2 separate regions of the Ovis aries genome follow, and region 2 is linked to region 1. The links are chromatin contacts, called in public Hi-C maps. All regions are on one chromosome and are shown on one strand. Each heading gives the region's core, a stretch centred on a gene start, on an enhancer-like site or on the middle of the called end of the contact. The rest is flanking DNA. Distances are from core to core; before and after follow the strand shown.

The links. Hi-C and Micro-C count contacts between places; a contact is called where the count stands out from the background.
Region 2: a Hi-C map of liver shows a contact between it and region 1, with 3 times the contacts expected there. The contact joins the promoter of HIVEP2 here to the enhancer-like site in region 1. A contact is called at or near these places in 4 of 16 Hi-C or Micro-C datasets (blood, liver, skin fibroblasts and 1 more).

The regions. Positions count from the first base shown.
Region 1 is chr8:67,522,271-67,527,228 of ARS-UI_Ramb_v3.0, reverse strand. All of the region lies in intron 2 of HIVEP2 (HIVEP zinc finger 2), which reads left to right. Among named protein-coding and RNA genes, the nearest start is that of HIVEP2, 83 kb to the left of the region's middle. Within about 2 kb of position 1,733, at least 17 of the 54 cell types and tissues checked have an H3K27ac peak or open chromatin away from gene starts, as enhancers often do. A contact at or near this core is called in liver, where this site is marked.
Region 2 is chr8:67,606,663-67,611,607 of ARS-UI_Ramb_v3.0, reverse strand. HIVEP2 (HIVEP zinc finger 2) reads left to right here and starts at 3,445. Exons shown (of 11, transcript XM_060419743.1): 1 at 3,445-3,991.

The sequences.
Region 1 (4,958 bases), core at 484-2,983:
CTGCTTTGCATAAACGGCTTGTTTTCAAGGCATCCATTTCTTTTGGAAAAGTAGAGATGAGAAAAAAAATAAGTCTGCTTCTATAAATATCTTGTTTGGGGTAAATAGCTAGTTTTTTTGTTTTTTTTTTTTTCCTAGTGAATAATGCAAAGGATTTTCCAAAAGGTTGCTGTAGCTTTGCATGGGAGAACTGAGAGAACACTTGTTGGATGTACTGCTGAGTGTTGAAGGCAGGTGAATCTTATTCTGTTGTTCTTACACAGCAGCCTCATGCTGGGTCCAAGCTGTGTGGTGTCTGGAAAAAGGTTTGCTATGTAATGCTTTAGGATTGGCATTGCAAATTCTTCCTTTTAGGGGAGCATTGCTGATGTGAATGTTGGCAATGTTGTGTCCTGTGGCTGCTGGTGTGACCTAGTTAGATCCCTCAGGAATTAATACCTACAGAAGCTGGGACTGGGGAGACTGAGAATATAGAGAAACAGTAGATTCAGGGTACCTCAATCAAACAGGGTAGGAACCATCAGGGTAATGATGGTACACTGAAAATGTAGCATGGGAAATTTATGCATCAGTATGAAAATCACATGGACAGAGGAGCCTAATGGGCCACAGTCCATGAGGTCACACAGAGTCAGACACGACTAAGCGACTGAGCATGCACAAAGAAACACAATACTGTATGAAATATTACTGCACCTCTTCAAAATTGACCATAAAGGGGCTGACTTCAATTTCAGGGAAAGAGGAAATACTCAATTCAGACCTGTGTGTTTAGGTAGGGTTTCCCTGATAGCTCAGTTGGTAAACAATCTGCTTGCAATGCAGGTGACCTCGGTTCAGTTCCTGGGTCAGGAAGATCCGCTGGAGAATGGATAGGCTACCCACTCCAGTATTCTTGGGCTTCCCTGGTGGCTCAGCTGGTAAAGAATCCGCCCGCGATGCAGGAGTTTGTTCCCGGGGGTTGTTCCCTGAGTTGGGAAGATCCCCTGGAGAAGGGAAAGGCTACCCACTCCAGTATTCCGGCCTGGAGAATGTTGTTCTCCAGGAGAATACTGGAGAACAGTATTCTGGGTCGCAAAAAGTTGGACACAACTGAGCAACTTTCACTTTATTCGTTAACATCTCTTTAGTTATGTTTTGGTAGGATGACTTGGACTTTTCCCTTGTGTTTTCAGGTAAAGATGTAAATTCTCTTTAATTAATATCCTGTGATGTTCTTTGGTGACCCTGGTGAGGTCACTGGCTTGTCGTCCCGATTCATCAGCAGCTGTTGTTTCGCCAAGTAGTAGTGTGATTTTTCACTACCCGTTTGCTTGCACAAAATAAGAAGGCATCGTTTTGTATTGTAAAATACAGTTTGAAAGACTTTATAAAATCATAGTCCATTTTGATTAATTTTTACCAGCAGCTGCCTGTAACTGGGGCTTTGTTCTTGATTGGGTCATAACTGTTGAGGGAAGTTTGCTGCTTTTTGGACATGATTTCAGAGACTCGTGGTTCCAGATCTCGGACATCTTTATGTTTTTCAGGTTCCACCATGCTTGGTCTAAAGCAGATTAATTACTAAACTCTCAGTGAATAATTAACCATCTGACTTGTTCCCAGGTTATATACTCACTGGGTTAGAAATTATTTCTCAAACTACTAAAGATAAGAGAAGGCTATTCCTGGTTTCACAATGTCCCCATTGTTACTGGCTTGTGTGTATGTGTGAGACCCATCAGCTGATCCCTCACACTGGTCCAGCTACTCAATCAAACCACTTCCTGGGGTTTTCTCGGGTGATGGCAGTGATTCAGAAGATACCACAGTAGTTTTAGAGGACTGCTCCCTGTGTGTAACGCTGGGCTGAATGACTAGGAGCTGTCAAATCCAAAAAGAGCATTTTTGTTGCGCCCGCATTAAATCTGCCCTTTGCCTGGAGAGTTCTATGGATGAAGGAACCTGGAGCAGGGGGTACAGTCCATGGGGTTGCAAAGAGTTGGACATGACTAAATGACCAGCACTTTCTTGCTTTTGCTCAAAGTTGCATTTCAGCTGAGTTTAGGGTTACTTCTCTGTGTGCTTTCAACAAGATATTTTTCTTTTTAAAAATTTTATTTATTTTTTTTAATTGAAGGATTATTGCTTTTCAGAATTTTGTTGGTTTCTGCCAAACAACAACATGAATCAGCCATAGATATACCAATGTCCTCTCCCTCATGAACCTCCATCCTGTCTCCCTCCCCATCCCACCTCTCTTGGTTGTTATAGAGCCTCTGTTTGAGTTCCCTGAGTCACACAGCAAATTCTCATTGGCTATCTTTTTTACATATGGCAATGTAAGTTTCCATGTTACTGTCTCCATACATATATTTTTAAAGACTATTTATTTTATAGTAGTGAGTTAATGCCTAATTTCTATCAGTTAACCAGTTTGTGCCTTAGTTGAGTTTCCACTATGTACCAAGTCCTACTGGAGGCTTGGGGGAGACAGGCAAATGTGTCATTTCTGGCAAGGTAGTCATTTGTACGCATTCAAGAGGATGTGATAATTGGCAGTGGGGAGGGGGCTGTGTGTATGAGCTGAGTTGTGTCCAACTCTTTGCAACCCCATGGACTATAGCCTGCCAGGCTCCTCTGTCCATGGGATTTCTCAGGCAAGAATATGGGAGCGGGTTGCCATTTCCTTTTTCAGGGTATCTTCCTTTGCTGCTGCTGCTAAGTCGCTTCAGTCGAGTCCGACTCTGTGCGACACCATAGACAGCAGCCCACCAGGCTCCCCTGTCCCTAGGATTCTCTAGGCAAGAATACTGGAGTGAGTTGCCATTTCTTTCTCCATCCCAGGGATCAAACCCACACTTCTTGCATCTCCTGCCTTGGCAGGTGGATTTGTTAACCACTGTGCCACCTGGGAAGCCCTCACAGTAATTGGGGAGATAGATCAAAATGGAGGGGCCACACCCTTCGTGTGAATGTAAGCATATTCAGTTTTACTTTTATAAATAGATGTTTCTGTGATTTTAGTTTGTGAATCTATCACATATTGTGTTCCATAAGGTAAATTTTGTATTTTTAGAATTTAATTTTGCAGTATAAAGTTGCATAGAAATTACTTTTATAAAACCCTTGTTTTGTCTTCCTTAAATGAAAAATAAGAATTTTCAAAATTATCTTCAAATCAAAAGATATGTATTCTTTTCCAGCCTTTCAGAAGCTCCAGAATTGCACTTTTGACCTTGGAATAACCAGGGGCCCTGGAAAAATAAGATAGTAGTTCTCTCTTGTTAGTTATGTTGACCTTTGAATTGCCTTTTTCTTTCCTATTCTTGCAAATCTTCTGCCCTCATGTCTGGATGAGCTAGATCTGTTGAGATAATATATATGGAAGCATTCTGTAAGCTGGGAGGTATTGTGAATAAGCCTATATTATTATTGTTGTTGTTATTGTTTTCTTGTATTCGCTGCTTAGCATTGTCCCCCAAACACACCAGCAATTTACTTCTGCTGTGTCAGAGATGATTGTGTCTATCTCAGTGGAGAAGCTACTTTCTGTTTGAACTTAAGAAAATTTGGTGTGCTGGGACCTTTGGTTCACTGGTGGGACCTTTGTTCTCTTGGTGTCCTGACTGCGTGTGAGATTGTCAGGGAAAGAGGTGATGGGGAGGTTGATGAAGAGAAAAGATTCAGTCTATTTATGTCGATTGTGCATTATTTGGCTATCTGCACCCTGTGAGGTTTACTTTACAAAAACTCTCATTGATTTTATAAATCACCTAATTAAAATAAGAGACTGTTCTTGGTAGTGGTCAAGAGTGCGGACTGTGGAGTTAAATTGTCGTGCTTCTTGTCCTGGTTCCTTCATTTCCAGCTGGGTAAAAACTGGGAAAGCTTTTAAATCTCTGTGCCTGAGTTTTCTAAACTGTAAAATAGGGCTAATTTCATTACGTGGTAGGGCTGTTGGGAAGCTTAACTGGAATAATGCAACTGGGTTAGATTATATATGTTAGTAATTTTACTTACTAACTGCTAGTTTATCAACACAGTGACCCCAAAAAGGCCTGGGTTAAAGTTTGCACTGAATCACAGATTAAAGAAATAAACATTCTGTGTTGAAGTGATGACATGTACTGTCTCTTATACTCTTTCAGGCTCTATTTGATGGAATTTGGGGTTGAGTCTGATGCTCTGTCTCTTGAGAGGAAGAGAAAGGGCCAGGGAAGGGTGGTTAGAACAGAGTATACATGTGGAGGGACAGGAAGGAAGGTGTGGGGCTGAGGTAGCTCTTCCTGGACACAAGCCCACGTGCTTCCTGGTGCTTGGCACCTTGCAGAGTTCTCTTATACACCTTTCTTTCTTTCCATCCTCACGACAACCCTTGTTTTACAGAAATGGGAACTGTGCCTCGGAGATACTCCTTGACTGGCTCCCAGACAAGAAGCCAGACAGGGGCACAGCAGAACTCCTGGACTTGGGTGGTGACATCCTTCCTTCCAGGACATGGTCCCTTCTCTGCTGTATACAAGGGTTTATGTTTATGATAACCTTGGTGCTGAATCCCAGAGGAGCTGTGGGTCACATGCTGATTGGAAGGGAAGGGTGTTGGTGGAGACCCAGTGGGGTTGCTCGTCCCGTGACCCTCAGAGCACTAACCTGCTGCTGTTCAGGACTGGCCTGGCTGCTGCTGCTGCGGGTGGTAAGTGACCCCAGGCTCTTCCTGGCCTTGAGTGAAGACTGTGTCATTTCTCTGAAGGGCCATTTTGGATCAGTGTTCTGTGGGAGAATTTGTCAGTCTGTCTTTTTTGTTGGAAAGGAAGTACACCTACAGTACACCTGCTCAGTGGTCAGACACATGCGATGCGAGATTAGCAGTGTGAATACTGTTTAAGCCAGGCCTTTTTGGGGTCACTGTGTTGATAAACTTGAAATTAGTAAGTAAAATGACTAATATATATATTCCCATTGTGAGTTGATTCAAC
Region 2 (4,945 bases), core at 2,196-4,695, 83 kb before region 1:
GGACGGGGGAGCCTGGTGGGCTGCCATCTATGAGATCGCACAGAGTCAGGCACGACTGAAGCAACTTAGCAGCAGCAGCAGCAGCAGCAATGACTGTTGAGTGAAGGAATTTCAGTTAAAATTTATTTTGGAGTGGCAGGAGCTGATGGAAAAGAGTAGAGTGGCAAAGGGCTAATGTGCGTTTCCCAGGTGGCGCTAGTGGGAAAGAATCCTCCTGCCAGCATAGGAGACACAAGAGATGTGGTTTGATCCCTGGGTCAGGAAGATCCCCTGGAGAAAAGAATGGCAACCCACTCCAGTATTCTTGCCTGGAGAGTTCCATGGAGAGAGGAGCCTGGCAGGTTACAGCCCATGGGGTTGCAAAGAGCTGGACACGACTGAGCGTCAGAGTACCAATGTGATGTAGGTAAATTATTAGTGAGGTATTGTTAAGCCTCTGTTTTCCCTGTATCTAAGGTGCATTTGGATTTCAGTAATCCTGGTACTGACTGTTTCCTAATCTGAGTTTTTGTACTTTATTAAGAAGGTTTTCCATGAGAAGCCTCTGAACCCATTTTCCTTAGGAAAAAGACCAGATGTTCATATTCCCTGAGTGCTCTCAAGAATAAAGAAGTTAGTCTTCCTAGCAGCATGGACTGCTGAAATGCACAGTACTCTTCCAGAAACTGTGATCAATGATTGGTTCTGGTGCAAGGACTTGACTAGTAAGCCTGCCTGAGCTATCTGGGAAGGTCTTTTCCTACTGAGGTTGCTAACCCAGGAAAACAGTCACTTGGGACTACAGCCAGCACACCGCAGAGTGCTGGTCTGAAGAGGGAAATGAAACAGAGAGACAAAAAGAGCGGAGAGAGGGGAAATGACTGAACCAGGGTAACATCATCTGAGCCTCAGGGTCCCACTGAATTGGAATTTAGTCCTTGATATTCTGGTTGTCTGAATCAATAAAGTCCCTTTAATTAAGCTAGTTTGAGTTGAGGATTGCAACTTGCCAACTGCAAGAGTCCTGATAAACAACACAGCCTTGCCTGATTCTGGAAGCTGTCTGTATAATGGCTCCTGGTACCCAGTTCCTACCTGACTGGGTGTATCAGTCACTGTGCTTTGTGGCAGTACATCTTGAGATTTAGAATGGATGAGGATCAAAAACTTATTGAAATGCAGATTCCTGGCCACAAAATTTCAGATTAAGTGGGATTGGGTGGTAACACAATAAATCTGCCCTTTGTCAAGCTTTTTTTTTTCTGAATGAGAAAAGTCCTGACAGTGGCCTGGGAGGCTGTTTCATTCACAGGCAGTTGCATTCTGTTCCTGTCACACTGTTTCCCTTAAGTCCACAAACATGCCAGGCCTGCTCCAGTCTTAGAACTTAATCTTAGCTGGTCCCTCTACCTGCAACATTCTTTACTCCAGATATATCCACTGCTAAATCATTTCCTTTTCAAGCCTCAGCAGAAATGTCACTTCTCAGTGAGTCCCATTCTGATCTTCCTATTTAATACTGAAACATGACACCTCCCACCCCATCCTTTACCCTATTTTTGTTTTTGCTTGTAATCTTCCAAAGTTCTCTACCATTTATATGTTAGGGCTGTTTTATATCCTGTTCCTCTTCCATCTCCTTTCCCCCTCCTAGAATACAAGTTCCAAGAGAGCAGAGATTTTTTTTGTGAGTTCACTGATCCTAAGTGTCTTCAGCATGTAGTAGGCACTCAATAAATATTTTTTGAATGAAGTGCTTTCAGGGACTTCCCTGGTGGTCCAGTGGTTAAGACCCTTCGCTCCTAATGCTGGGGGTCCAGGTTTTGATCCCTGGTTGGGGAACTAGATCCCACGTGCTGCAACTAAGAACCAGTGCAGTGAAAGTTAAAAAAAAAAGCGCTTTCAGTTTGAAGTGATTTCTGACTCTGAAAAAAAAAACTTACTGCCATGCGGCATTATTTTACTTTCTTAATATCTTATAATCCAGATTACCAAATTTTCCTTTCCTTTGAACCTGAGAAGTAAGAAGAAAGACAAGGAATGAAAAGAAAGTTCCTACCTTGTTGTAATGCTCCATGTGGGTTTCCAGGCAGGGTCAAGCTCTGCCCTAGCCAACCTCACTTAACTATAGCACTCCTCAGGGCTGAGTGCATAGTTTACCAAGGCCAGTTTTGGTTTTGACTTTGAAGTTCTCTGGGGAGAGGAATTTTTGTGTTACCATATCGCCCTTAAATAGAAGTAACTAGACAGACATGTCTTAGAATTAGCAGCTGGAGACAGGGATGCTTTTACTTAAAGACAGTGATTCTTCCTACCAGAGGGGATGTCACCTAGTGTACACATATTCATAAGTATTTTTACTTGTGCTTAAACTCAGTTCAGGCTATCATCTTTAGTATCTGATGATCTTGGGACAAAAGCTGGACTAAAGACTATCTTTAGGGGTCCACTTAGGTCATCAAAACTCATGTCTATTTGCTTTAAAAAAAGTAAACTAATTACCTAAGTATCCTAATATTCCCATTATACCACTTAATCTAGTCCTTTAAAACAGACTTTTAAGATTTCAACTAACATTTATTCTTGTGAAGCAAGACACTGCTTGCTACTTTCCTTGCTTAGCTTCTGGGAGCTTGGGCAGCTGTTATTGTGTGTGAAAGAAATTTGGATTCTTAAAGAAACTGCTTAATCTTCTCTATTAAGCAATTAAATAAAATGGGTTCTGGGAGTATGTAGCAGGTGGGTTTGACAGCGAAAAATATTTTCAAAACTCACGTTTTGCTTAATAAACGGATGTCTAAAAATGCAATAGCATACATTTAAGAGAAAATGATGATCGGGAGTTTTTATTAAGTGCTTCAAGTTAAGTCAAGAGAGGCAGAACGATAAAAAAACTTATACAATGAAAGGAGAAGCCGCTTCAGTGGAAGTAGGCCCTGAATTTAAATGAGCTCACTCTCAAAGGACACAGTGAAACTTTTAAAAATCATTCAGATTTTTCTCCTTTAAAAAAATATCGATAAAAAATGTATCACCTCTTGACGGTGCAGAAGCGGCCCTCAGGGCTATGTCGCCCTTGCACCGGAACCTCAGAAATACACTGATTATACGTCGAAATGAAAAACAAAACAAAACAGAAACGAAACCGGCAGTGCTATTCTTGCAGTCATTAAAGGGGCTGTCCTATTAATGCACTCTCTTTTAATGAAAAGGGAAGGGAATATTTGATATGCCTTGACATTTGGTCCCTTTCCGCGAAATCTGAAACTTGAGACGCAAAACAGTCCGCAGTTGTCGGTGAAATACCTGCCTTAAAAGCAGAACCACAGTGAATGTATTTGGCTCGGAATTCCAGAGACTAATTTCCACCCCTCCCACGGAGTCACCTGCTCAGGGGGAACCCCGGCCAGAAATCCGGGTCGCGCCAGGTCAAATCTTGCGCGTCTCTTGTTTACTCTGCCCGGGGCAGGGCGGCGGCGCGGCCGCGGGGTGGGGAGGGCGGCTGGGGCCCGCGGCGCCCGGGCACTCGGCTCCCCTCGGCCGCCCGGGAGGGGCGGCGCGCGGTCCCCGCCCGGTACGGAGACCACCCGGAGGAGGCGCTCGGGGCATCCGCCCGGCCCGACGGCCTCTTGCGGCTCTCCGGCCGCCGCGGCCTCCCGGGAACCTCCCCCTCTAGGGTGTACATGAGTCCACACGGGCAGGCTAGCGGCTCGAGGGAGCCCCGGCGTCCCCCGGGGTGTCGCCGGGCCGGGGAGGAAGCCCAGCGTCCCGGCGCCTACTCGCCTGGGATTCCCCCGCCCCATGGCCCCGCTCTCCCCGAGCTGCGTGTGATTTCACTCGCGTCCCTTCGGAGGAAGGGACTCGCGCAGGCTGGGGGCGGCCGCTCGCCCCAGGTCCCAGCTCGGCCCACCAGGAAGCCGGCAGCTGCTCCCTGCGCCGCTGCCCCAGCCGATTTGAATACCCCGGCGGGGCGGGCCGCGTTCCCCGAACTGGGTGCGCCCTGGGCGCCCTGGTGAGTGACCTCAGGGAAGGCAGTTGGGGCATTTAGGGCGCCAGAAAAGTTCGTGCTTCCGCGGGGGTGGGGGTGGGGGTGCAACAAAAGTGCTACTAAAACACTTTGCAAAGCTCCAGAAACGCAGCCAGCCAGCTACAGTCTGATTTTGTTTTTCTTGACCGATAACAAATGTGAGTAGCAGAGGCGGGGTGAGGGAAAGGGATCAGAGGATGGAACCGGCCAGAATCGTCCAAGACAATACTCATTATTCTGTAATGCCGTGCGTGTTCAAGACCGGGAACCAGCATCTGGGAAATGGGGAAGATGGGGGTGGGGAGAGGAGGTTTCCATATCCCTATAGGAAATTCTCAGGCTCCGAGAGACGCCCAAGTTTTTTTTCTGCAAGACAAGTAGAGACCAGCCCTCCGGGGGAGATCCCTGATCCGAGCGAGCGAGAGCGCGGCCGCGGTTTTCCCGCCCGGAGCGGCCGCGCGGGGGCCCGGCCCTGCCCTAGCGGTCGCCTCCCTGCCCGGTCGCCCCGCGAGCCGCTCAACCCACTCCGCTCGCCGGCTCCAGACTGGTTTTTCTGGTTCAGCCTCCCTCCCTGGGACGCGCTGGGGGATCCGATGACGTCGCTGGCTGAGTCTCTCCCTCTTCCTCCCTCCCTCTCTCCGCCTCTCCCCCCCGCCCGCCCTCGCCGCGCACTCCTCCTAGTAACTTCTGTTCGGGGAGGCGCTGCCAGGAATAACCCGGTGCGTCCACAGACCGGGAGGGGAGGCGGCCGCTGCGGCTCCCGCACGCAGACGGCTGCGGCCCGGGCCTCGCGGCTCCCTCCCGAGCCTCGTGGCCCCTGCCCCGGGCCCATCTCCGTACAGTGTCAGAAAAATAAATAAAAGGAAAGAGGAGCCTGGGCCGGCGGTCGGGATCGCTTCCCTCCCTCCGCACCCGCCCTCCCTCTGTCCTTAAGGAAAT